3 separate regions of the Ovis aries genome follow, and all the other regions are linked to region 3. A link is a contact called in public Hi-C data. All regions are on one chromosome and are shown on one strand. Each heading gives the region's core, a stretch centred on a gene start, on an enhancer-like site or on the middle of the called end of the contact. The rest is flanking DNA. Distances are from core to core; before and after follow the strand shown. Region 1 has its middle 55 kb from the start of TRNAI-UAU. Region 2 has its middle 16 kb from the start of TRNAI-UAU. Region 3 overlaps THADA (THADA armadillo repeat containing).

Region 1 (3,038 bases), core at 380-2,879, 550 kb after region 3:
AGGAGGGTCTTGAGTTTGCTCACTTAAAAGCAGGATAACTCCAAGGTTGTATAGAAGAAGATGGAGAAAAGGAGAGGGTAGGGGAAGGGCAGATGCCACCTGAGTCATTTAAAACCAACCACCATGATGAGATTAGGATCTTAACACCTAAACCCCAAAGCCAATGCATGAAGTCACAGCACTAGTAATTCAGCCAGAGGGCAGTCATTTTTGCCCCTCAAACAAAATCCCCTAACTACATGATCAGCCTTCCCAGATCCTCACTGGAAACCCTATACCCAGCCTTTATAACACACATTAGGAGACAAGCCCGTAGCATCTAATTTCACCACATGCTGGGCTTTGGGGTGAGTATGTTGCAGTAACACATGTGGGTATGTATACAGACAGATGATAGTGAATAGCCATGTGGTAATTAGTTTAGAAACTATTTTTATTGTAAAGGAGAGGAAAAGCCCTTGATATAATCAGAAATTGTGCCTTTCCCATCCTTTCAAAACCCAAGGCTGACAGTAGAGTGACACCAACCTCAGCAGCGGCAAGAAGAAGGCTCATGGTACAGCCGGATTCTTGAGCTCAGTGCACACTTGCCGAGAGTCCCATCCACCACTTTCGGTCTCCAGAAAAGCCTCTGCTATAGCAAACAGCAAAGAAATAGAGCTATGAAACCATGCCTCCTAGATGGTGCACGCTAGGTGCAACCCTGGGAAATTAGAGAAACCAACAGTCCCTAGGCTCCCGAAGAGGAAAGGGAACAGCTTGCCTGCAACCCATGGAACCGAAAATGATTTGCAACAAAAGGAGAGAAGAAAGATACTGCCTGAAACCTGGGCCAGAACATGGACTGAAACATTCCTTTCTCAGCCCCTCCTTGAGGAGGGATTGGAAACTAATGTCAGACACATACCTTACGTTGTCTGAGATTGCTGTGGGTATGACTACCTGTTTAGAAAACCATATACGGTCCATCCATACTATAGCTTAAGTTTTCTCAACAAACCTCTTTTGCTGCCATTATGAAATTGTAAGTAAAGTCCCCTTTTCCCCAGACATGGTTTAGGAGACACAGGTGGGCCCACCTAACCATCTCAGGTGAAGATCCTGGGTCTGGAATGGGAAGCCACGTCGGCAGCCACCACCTCTGGGCAGAGGGCCAGGCCCTGGCCTACACTCATCTGGGGTCGCCCAGCTGTGCCACACATATGTGGGCTACAGGTTCTGTTTCTCCTCTTAAACCAGGCTTTCCTTGTTTCTTGAAAAAGATAAACACACCCTGAAAACTCATCTGCCGATCATTAAAGGGGAAAAAAGCCCCACAGGATTCTGAACTCCATTTTGCAAATGGCCAGAAAGATGTCGGTTGAAATGAATAATTATTTCTGGTTTAGAGGGCAGGCCACGTTTGTCTGGCTTGTACAGGCAGTTCCGGTGCTTGCAGGATATGATAGCCAGGCCTCGAAGAGCTGGGCTCCTCTCCTCCCTGCTCCGTCTCTCAAGGAAGTTCAGGGTCCCCCACCTCAGAGCGCTACCTGCATCGGCCTCTGAACACAAGACAAATGCCTTCCAGTCCTATCCCCATGGCCCTTGCAGGGCAGCGAGGACTCTAAAAGGCCGCCAGCCGAGCCCAGACCTCCAGCAACTTCCTCTCCTCTTGGCCCCAAAGAGCAGGAGGGAAGCCCAGGGGAAGCAGAAATGAACTGTTGATTTTTCTGCAACGGCTTTGATTTTTTTGTTTTTCCAAGAAGAAAACATTCAGCCCTGATCCCAGGGGAGGCAGAGAGGACAGAAACTGAAGGCTATTTCTGATCCTCTGCTTTCCCCAAAGGAAGGGTGTGAACAGCATAGAAAGAGTCCAGCCCCAGCTTCCTGGAATGGAGCCCTTGGGCAGCCTCTGCAGTCTGCAGCTAGGCTTCAATCACTTTATCTCATTTGGGAGCCTCACAGTAACCCCCCTGGGAGAATAGGAAAGGGTTGTTATTCCCACTTGATGAGTGAGGAAACTGAGGCTCTGGGGAGGTAACTAACTTTCAAGAAAGAGATGAAGTTTGGATCCTGAAACAGGACCTCTGCTTACAACCCTCCAGCCTTGTCCACCACCTGCAACTCTCTGGACTTTGCCCCTTCTAGACTCCTGCGCCCAGACCCTGCAGGCCAGCATCCCAGAAAAGACCTCACTTAGAGGGAAAGGAATGACTAATTCCCTGTCCCCGCTCTGCCACCATCTGGCTGTGCAGCCCTGGATATGTTCCTGAGCCCTCCGGGCCCTAATCTCTGTCTTCATCTGCAAAAATGATATTAATAATCCTCTCCTTGTCCACCTCAATCACGTGATGGGAGGATCGAATAAGGCACCCTACGTGAAATGGCTTTGCAAATTCTAGCATATTATACCAACATCTGGGCTGATGAATATTACCTTCATGATAGGAGTGAGCAGAAAGGTTCCTGGCCTCAAATTATCTCCCTCTCCTCCCTGGATGGGCAGTCCAGCTTCTGGTGAGTCTTGTTCCTCTTTTATCCACCTAGGAAGGCACACACACCTCTAACCATTATCGATCGTGAGTTACTTGGAGTAAGCAAGTTTATCAGCCACTCGGGGAAAATCTACAACAGAGAGCGTCCAGAACCTGCCTTGATGAAATCCACAGGATGCGTCACACAGGAGATGGTCAACATGGTGTCTCCAGGCCTGGGGAGCTCTTTTTTTGGTTCTGTACTCTGAGAGTTTCAAGAAAGGGGTGAACTGAGAACAAGAAAGAGCTCTTCTCCTCCCAACAACCAGCCCCCACCCCCAACTCACATATTCCCCACAGGCCTTAGCCTGGGCAGGAAGTGTTCCTGGGATCAGGGCCTCCTCCCTGAGCACCCAACCCCCAATAGGACACTCTAGGGGTGCAGGGCAGTTTTTTTTTCTGGGGGCCCAGTTGGGAGCAAGGAGACCCAGCCCGTCCCCCAGGTGCTCCCATTCCTGGCCTCCATCTGCCTGGGGACGCAAGCCAGGCACGGTCATTCTTGCGCCCATTCTGGACTGCACCCTT
Region 2 (3,392 bases), core at 392-2,891, 590 kb after region 3:
TGATGGCGGAGTCTGGAGAGAGGCCCACCAATCACAGCCTTCCTCTCATCCTATGCCTGCCTTGGTCTTGCCTTGGCCCCAAGGAGCTCAGAAAGGATTCCCGCTGGGCTGAGCCATCTTTCCACATTGTGTGCTGTTTTTTGTTTTGTTTTTTTTTTTTTGCTGAGTGGCATCTACTTCTGACTCACTGTGTATCCTCCCTAAAAGGACAGAGTCTAACACGAGCAAGATAGTGAATTATCCCCGTGGAAAAATCCTTCACATTTTACCTGTTAGGTATCCTTTGTCCATTATCCAATGTTGTTAACATTTCAAGCATAAAAGGGTATTTGAAAATCTATGAATGTGTTTTTCTTTCTTGCCTTTATAAATACAAGACCTTCATCTTCCTTAGCCCGAGGCATCCTCTCTGCCTGAGGAGAGATGAGGATGGAGTTTCGACACAAAAAGCACAAAAGAAAAATGCTGTAATGTTCGGCATCTGACCTGCAAAATATGATTATGTGGTAAGTCAAAAGACTTCTAAGCCATGCTATGCTCTTGAGAGCATATTTTCCGGATGCCTTCGTTTCTCTTCTTGAGTGTGATCAAGGCATTTTATGTAAGGGATGCCTGGGCAAGAGGAGGAAGTCCCATCTGCTTTGCTCAATAGAGGGGCCCTGGTGACAACCCTGCCCGTCTCCCAGGCTGCTCTGAACCTACCTGCCTCTGTCTCCAACACCAAGGCTCCGGGTAAGGCAGAGGAGCCTGGGAAGCTCAGCTTCACAGGCCAGCCTCAGTTTCCACAGGCCTACCTACCAAGCTGTGAGCCTGCAGGTCACCCAGGGTCACGCCCACTCAACAATGAGATGCCACAGGAAGGGAGGGGACCACTGGGTCAGTGGGAGGCCCTGTGGGAGGCAGCCAGGGGCACCACAGGGGCTCTGGACGGACAAGCAAGACCAGACCACGAGTCACAAACTCAGCAGGGACAAGCTACCTTGCCTGGAAACCAAAGGACACCACACCCCAGGATCCCAACACGTGGCTGCTGCCAGCTGTCACACAAGCTGCCCTGTCTGTCCACACACCTCCACCTTGCATCGGTGGGAGAAACTTAGGAAGTGTTCAGTTTGAAAACAACACTTTCTGTAAGCAGAATGAAAATCACTTAACAGGACAGGCTAAACTCTCAGGTCCCAGGACGTTTAAATCAAGTGGGACATTTCATTGTTTTTCTCATTGCTTATCAGATAGGAGTTGGGGGAAAGGCCAGATTAATTATACAATAAATAAAGAAATGACTTTTTACTCCGCACAGACGAATTGAAGTGTGAGCGATATTATCAATCCTAGTACACACACACACACACAAATAGAGGAACTTCCCCATTCCCACTGAAGTGCCAGCTGGCCTGGCAGAGAAGAGGTCCTGGCCTCCTCCAGGTGGGGTGGGACGGGTTGTGGCAGAACGGTCCCTTCACCCCAAGTGCCCACATTAACCTCCTTGTGCTCACACACAACGGGACTCAGCCCCCTGGCCCCTCTGTGCTTTTTGGAGAGAAAGAGCAAGGTTTTAATTCTCCTTCCAGGCCCTTCCCACCCAGGGCATTTGGGCTCCTGGCCCTGGCCGCTGTGTCAGAGGCTGTTCCTATCCCTCCCACTTCCTCTGGGAGGTGGGAACGTGGGGTGTGAACTGAGTAAGGCCCAAGCTCCGGCCCACCAGGACAAAGAGCACACGCGAGAGGAGCGATGCTGCCACCTGCTGGAGTCCAGAGGGACAGCATGAGGAGCGGTGGTCCACGGCCCGGGGTGGGCCACCGCAAAGCCCTGGCCTTGGATGATTCTTTCCTTTTTCCAGAACTGTATCTCACTTATTCCTCCATTTGGTCATCTGGTTTGCAATGTCAGTCATCCCATTTTATGGATGAGGAAACTGATATCCAAGAAAGAGCAGAATGATCTCTGACATCATGACTTGAGGATGGGTTGACGACAACATTTGACCTCCAGCTATCCAGCCAAGAGCTGTGTCCCCAGCTCAGTGCTCAGACCAGGCTGTCCTGGGAACAAGAAGAGCCCCCTTAGGAACAAGGTTGATTGGGCCACCCCAACATCCAGGGAGAGGGTGTAAGGGAAGGGGGCGTGTACATGTCCCTGCTGAGACTAAAGCAGCAGGTAGCAATAACGACCCTGGAATAGCTCACTGCCTGATATATGTCTACCACGATGCATTGCTTAAGGACTCACACACACATGATCACACAAATCGTTTCAGCCACTCTGGCACCATTTTCTGAAATGCCGCAGGAGCATGCTGGCTACTAGGACCAATGCCTGTCCTGATTAACTGGGCTCCTCCGTATCTCAGAGGGCCCACCCCACCTGCATGGTCCCTGTTCAGAGTTCTCAGTTTCATGGCCTCCCTGGTTCCCCAGTCCTCAGGATCTGGAAACCAGCCCTGCATTGCTGCTGGTGGGCAGGACTCCCCAAGTCTCAGAGTGTCCACCAGAGTACCCACACTTGGCTCGGCTATGCCTGAAGACACCTGCATCTCTGACTAGCTGACTAGGGTGCCCAGACTCTGGCCAGAGTTGGCGCTGCCATGCCCCAGGTTCTCCCCACGGCAGGGCCAATTCCCCCAGGCCCTCTGCCCCAGCAAGAAGGACGCTGGCCCCTCTGTCTTTGTCCTGCCGTGAGTAACTGCCAAATGGGGAGACTGTTTGGTTCAGAGACAGGGCTGGAGTCTAAGCCCAAATAGCCTTGAAATGCACCACCCTCAGGTAGCCACACCAGCCCTCGGCTCCATCTCAAAACCACAGCACTAATTGAAGTTTCTCTGAGGTGGCTGAGAGGGCATATTATGAAGCCATGAAAACACAATTGAAGAAAAAGAATGGGGAGCGGATATCAGGATGGGCAATGACTTTCCCGGCAAAGAAAAGCTTATACAGGGAAAGACATGACTTAAGAAAACGCTGAAACTTCTGTACACCCAAAAGTCTCAAAATAAAAGGCAAGCAGGACTCAGGGGAAGAGTTTTCCATACTCTTAACACATTTTTCCACCTATGTCTTTTAATATCCATGCTGCCTTTTTGTCGGAAACATTAGATTGGGCTTTTATCTATTAAACAGAAGTTTACTTATTTTGAAACCTTTGAATTTTGAAACTTTGAGTATATTACCTAATGACTAAAAAAAAATGGCATCTTAAATATAAATCCAACAAAATATTTTCACTGAGTCTACACGAACAGCTGATGAATGAAAATTTAATATTTAAAAACATTCCTGGTGGTCCAGTAGTTAGGACTCTACACTTTCAATTCTGGGGTCTGGGTTTAATCCCTGGTCAGGGAACTAAGATCCCACAAGCCGTGTAGCCATCCAAAAATAAAAATCCTAAGGGGA
Region 3 (3,328 bases), core at 476-2,975:
GTCATAAGAAGGAATGGCATACTGACAAATGCTACAACACGGGTGAGCCTTGAGAATGAAAGCCACATACAGAAGGTTGGAGGAATGTGTGAGATGTCCAGAACAGGCAAATCCATAGGGACAGAAAGTCTTGCCTAGAGTGGGAAGACGGGAAATGACTGTTAATGTATATAGAGTTTCATTTTGGAGTCATGAAAATGTTCTGGAGTTAAGTAGTGGTGATCATTTCTACTTTGTGAATATAGTAAAATTACTGAAGAGTACCCTTTAAGATAAGTGAATTTTATGATATATGAATTATATCTCAATAAAAGGATCATTTTTTAAATGTCTTATAAGTTTATCTTTTGGTCACCTTTGGAGATTACTGTGGCATGAACTCATTATTCTGCAAACTGGTAAATTTATGGAAATAATTCTGTATTAACTGATAACAGAATGACCAAATAGCTCACTAGGGAAAGCTTTTTTTTTTTTTTTTAATGGTAGTTTTTCTAAAAACTGTAACTAATTAATGGTAGAACACCACTAATTTGCTGTATCTACTGGAAAAATTAATGATAGTCATTGGCCACTAATGAGGGAACTTGATGGTGAATGGATCAGGATGGTAATCCTTCTGATCCATCTTAACATTACTCAAAGACATTATGTGTCTCCTGCCTTCAGCCTGTTGAATCAAACAAGGGAGTTTTCCTTCTGCAGGCCCTCATTCAGTCTGTAAAACAGTCCTCTATGGTTTTGATAAAGTGTGCCTCCTCAGGCTTCCCCTTTCCTCTCCAGGCAGTCCTGTTTTAACTTTACTGCCTCTGGCAGTCTTTGTCAGAAAGTTTGGTTTAGGGCAAGATGAAGTTTGTGTATTGATTTTTCTTTTCGTTTTATGCTTTTGTGTGATTCTTTAAAAAAAACAACCACCAACTTTTAATTTTATATTGGTGTGTAACCTGCTAACAATTTTGTGGTAGTTTCAGGAGCACAACAGAGCGACTCAGCCATGCATATACATGTATCTATTCTCCCCCAAACTCCCTTCCCATCGAGGCTGCAGCATAACATTGAGCAGAGTCCCCTGTGCTACACAGTAGGTCCTTTTTGGTTGTTACTTTTAAATATAGCAGTGTGTACCTGTCCATCTCAAGGTGATAGGGTCATGGATGACTTTACTAAGTCATCTTCAACCTAAGGAGTCTTTGGGAACCAAGTCCATAGACTAGGTGAGAGGTAAGACCTGAGCTAGGTCAGAGGGGATGTCAGTAGAGTACCAGGACAGAGTGACTTGTTTGGAGATATCAGGGATTTCATTAATGTTTGTTAACTGTGGAATGGATGTAAGTGAGCTTGTCCAATTTTAGAGTTTCATTGCAATTAAGGTATGAATTGTGCCGGTGTATCTGTGGTCCATTTCAAGAGTTACCGCACATAAATTGAGTCAGTCATGTGCTTCTGGAGGAGAGGTTACACACTGGTGGCTGATATGTCAAATCTGGCCCACAACTGTGTTTTATTTGGCTCCCGCAATACGGTTTTTTTTTTTTTCTTTAATTTATTGCCAACATTTCAAAATAGAATTCACATAAAACTTAGGGTTTCTGGCTTCTGTTGAAAAAGCAGAAGATCTGGCAACACCGGGCTTACATTTTCCTCAGGGCATTAGCTTCAGCTTCAGCTTAATAGTGCCTGCCTTAGACCCAGTCCTCTGCCGCCTGTGTAACTCACTGCCTTTGTGGGCGTTTGAGTGTGTGATCCTTACTGCAGTAGTTTCGGGAAGCTGTTTTCTAAATCCTACATTGTTACTGTCAGCTACCTTTCTTCTTACATTGCTATTTTAACACACTGTATAACTCCTGTCTAATTAGAATATGAGCTCTGTGTTAGCAGTAAGTGTGTGTCTTCTATTTCTGGATATTCTCCATGGTGCTAGTATACGGCCTTACATACTTAGGAAAGTCAGTACATATTTATACATCTCTACTCAGATTTGGCAAGGTAATTGAGGAAGCCCAATATCCCTGGTATAGGGCTTCCCTTGTGGCTCAGCTGGTAAAGAATCTGCCTGCAATGCAGGAGGCCTGGATTCGATCCCTGGGCTGGGAAGATCCCCTGGAGAAGGAAAAGGCTACCCACTGCAGTATTCTGGCCTGGAGAATTTCATGGACTATATAGTTGATGGGGTTGCTATAAAGAGTCAGACACGTCTGAGTCAGACATGACTGACCGACTTTCACCTTCAATGTCCCTGGTGGCTCAGATGGTAAGGAGTCCGCCTGCAGTGCAGGAGACCTGGGTTGATCCCTGGGTTGGGAAGTCCCTTGGAAGAGGGCATGGCAACCCACTCCAGTATTCTTGTCTGGAGAATCCCCATGGTTAGGAAAGCCTGGTGGGCTACAGTCCATGGAGTCCCAAAGAGTCAGACACTACTGAGCAACTAAGCACAGCACAATATGCCTTGATACTCAAGACATTTTTATGACATAGGAAACTGTCTTGATACATTGGTTGGGAAGCAGATTAGTATTTTATTGGCCATATTAATAATGTGGATCCATTGAGTTAGATCTGATAAGTATTTTCTCATAGGTAAATGATTGTAGAAAATAAAAGGAAAGAGCTAAGCTCTTTCTTGGGATATTCATCAGAAATGATGTAGAAAAATGAATTTATTGGTTTTGTTTTTTTAAAAATGGTTACTTGATGATACAGGTACAAAGAGATAATGCAACAGTTGGTGGTTGTAAAGAAGTACAGGAAAAAGCTGTGTTATGTACATGTGGTTGGATTGTTGAGCTCAGTTTAAGAGGAAGTCCTTCATAGTAATGAAGTAATTGCTATAAAGTTATTGAAAATTGTCTTATTTTATGAACACAACTCTATCTTCTTTAGCCACACACTAGGCAATCGGGTAATGGTTTTGAACATTGTAAATGTCTGAACATTGTAAATGTTGGTTTCATGCCATGAATATTTCTTAACTTGTACTGTGTATTTTTACACAGGTGAGAAATTCATCCACGCTTCTCTTCAGTACCTTGATCACAAGAATATTTGGAGTTAAAAGGGGAAAGGATGAACTTTCCAAAAAAAATAGGTAAGCTTCATCTAATGCTAACTTTATTTTTTACAAAATATCATTCTGGCCAAAAATAATTTTTAGAATTTTGCTTACTTTTATAGATTGATCTAGAGCATAAAACTATAAAAATACTATAGTAAATGAACCTATGCTGCCAAATGTTAAGCCCCTAGGCAAAAATATCTACTGTTTAATAAGTGGACCTTTCAAAGCAACAAAAATATTGGAGGTAGCAAGGGCTGAAATGTAGAGCTTGTT

Evidence for each region. Hi-C and Micro-C count contacts between places; a contact is called where the count stands out from the background.
Region 1: a Hi-C map of tail adipose tissue shows a contact between it and region 3, with 4 times the contacts expected there. The contact joins two enhancer-like sites. A contact is called at or near these places in 4 of 16 Hi-C or Micro-C datasets (hypothalamus, muscle, omental adipose tissue and 1 more).
Region 2: a contact with region 3 is called in a Hi-C map of tail adipose tissue, with 4 times the contacts expected there. The contact joins two enhancer-like sites. A contact is called at or near these places in 2 of 16 Hi-C or Micro-C datasets (skin fibroblasts and tail adipose tissue).

The regions. Positions count from the first base shown.
Region 1 is chr3:81,293,527-81,296,564 of ARS-UI_Ramb_v3.0, forward strand. No RefSeq gene overlaps it. Among named protein-coding and RNA genes, the nearest start is that of TRNAI-UAU, 55 kb to the right of the region's middle. Within about 2 kb of position 1,630, at least 9 of the 54 cell types and tissues checked have an H3K27ac peak or open chromatin away from gene starts, as enhancers often do. A contact at or near this core is called in tail adipose tissue, where this site is marked.
Region 2 is chr3:81,332,895-81,336,286 of ARS-UI_Ramb_v3.0, forward strand. No RefSeq gene overlaps it. Among named protein-coding and RNA genes, the nearest start is that of TRNAI-UAU, 16 kb to the right of the region's middle. Within about 2 kb of position 1,642, at least 19 of the 54 cell types and tissues checked have an H3K27ac peak or open chromatin away from gene starts, as enhancers often do. A contact at or near this core is called in tail adipose tissue, where this site is marked.
Region 3 is chr3:80,744,081-80,747,408 of ARS-UI_Ramb_v3.0, forward strand. It overlaps THADA (THADA armadillo repeat containing), which reads left to right. Exons shown (of 38, transcript XM_060412225.1): 26 at 2,994-3,085. Among named protein-coding and RNA genes, the nearest start is that of THADA, 92 kb to the left of the region's middle. Within about 2 kb of position 1,726, at least 12 of the 54 cell types and tissues checked have an H3K27ac peak or open chromatin away from gene starts, as enhancers often do. A contact at or near this core is called in tail adipose tissue, where this site is marked.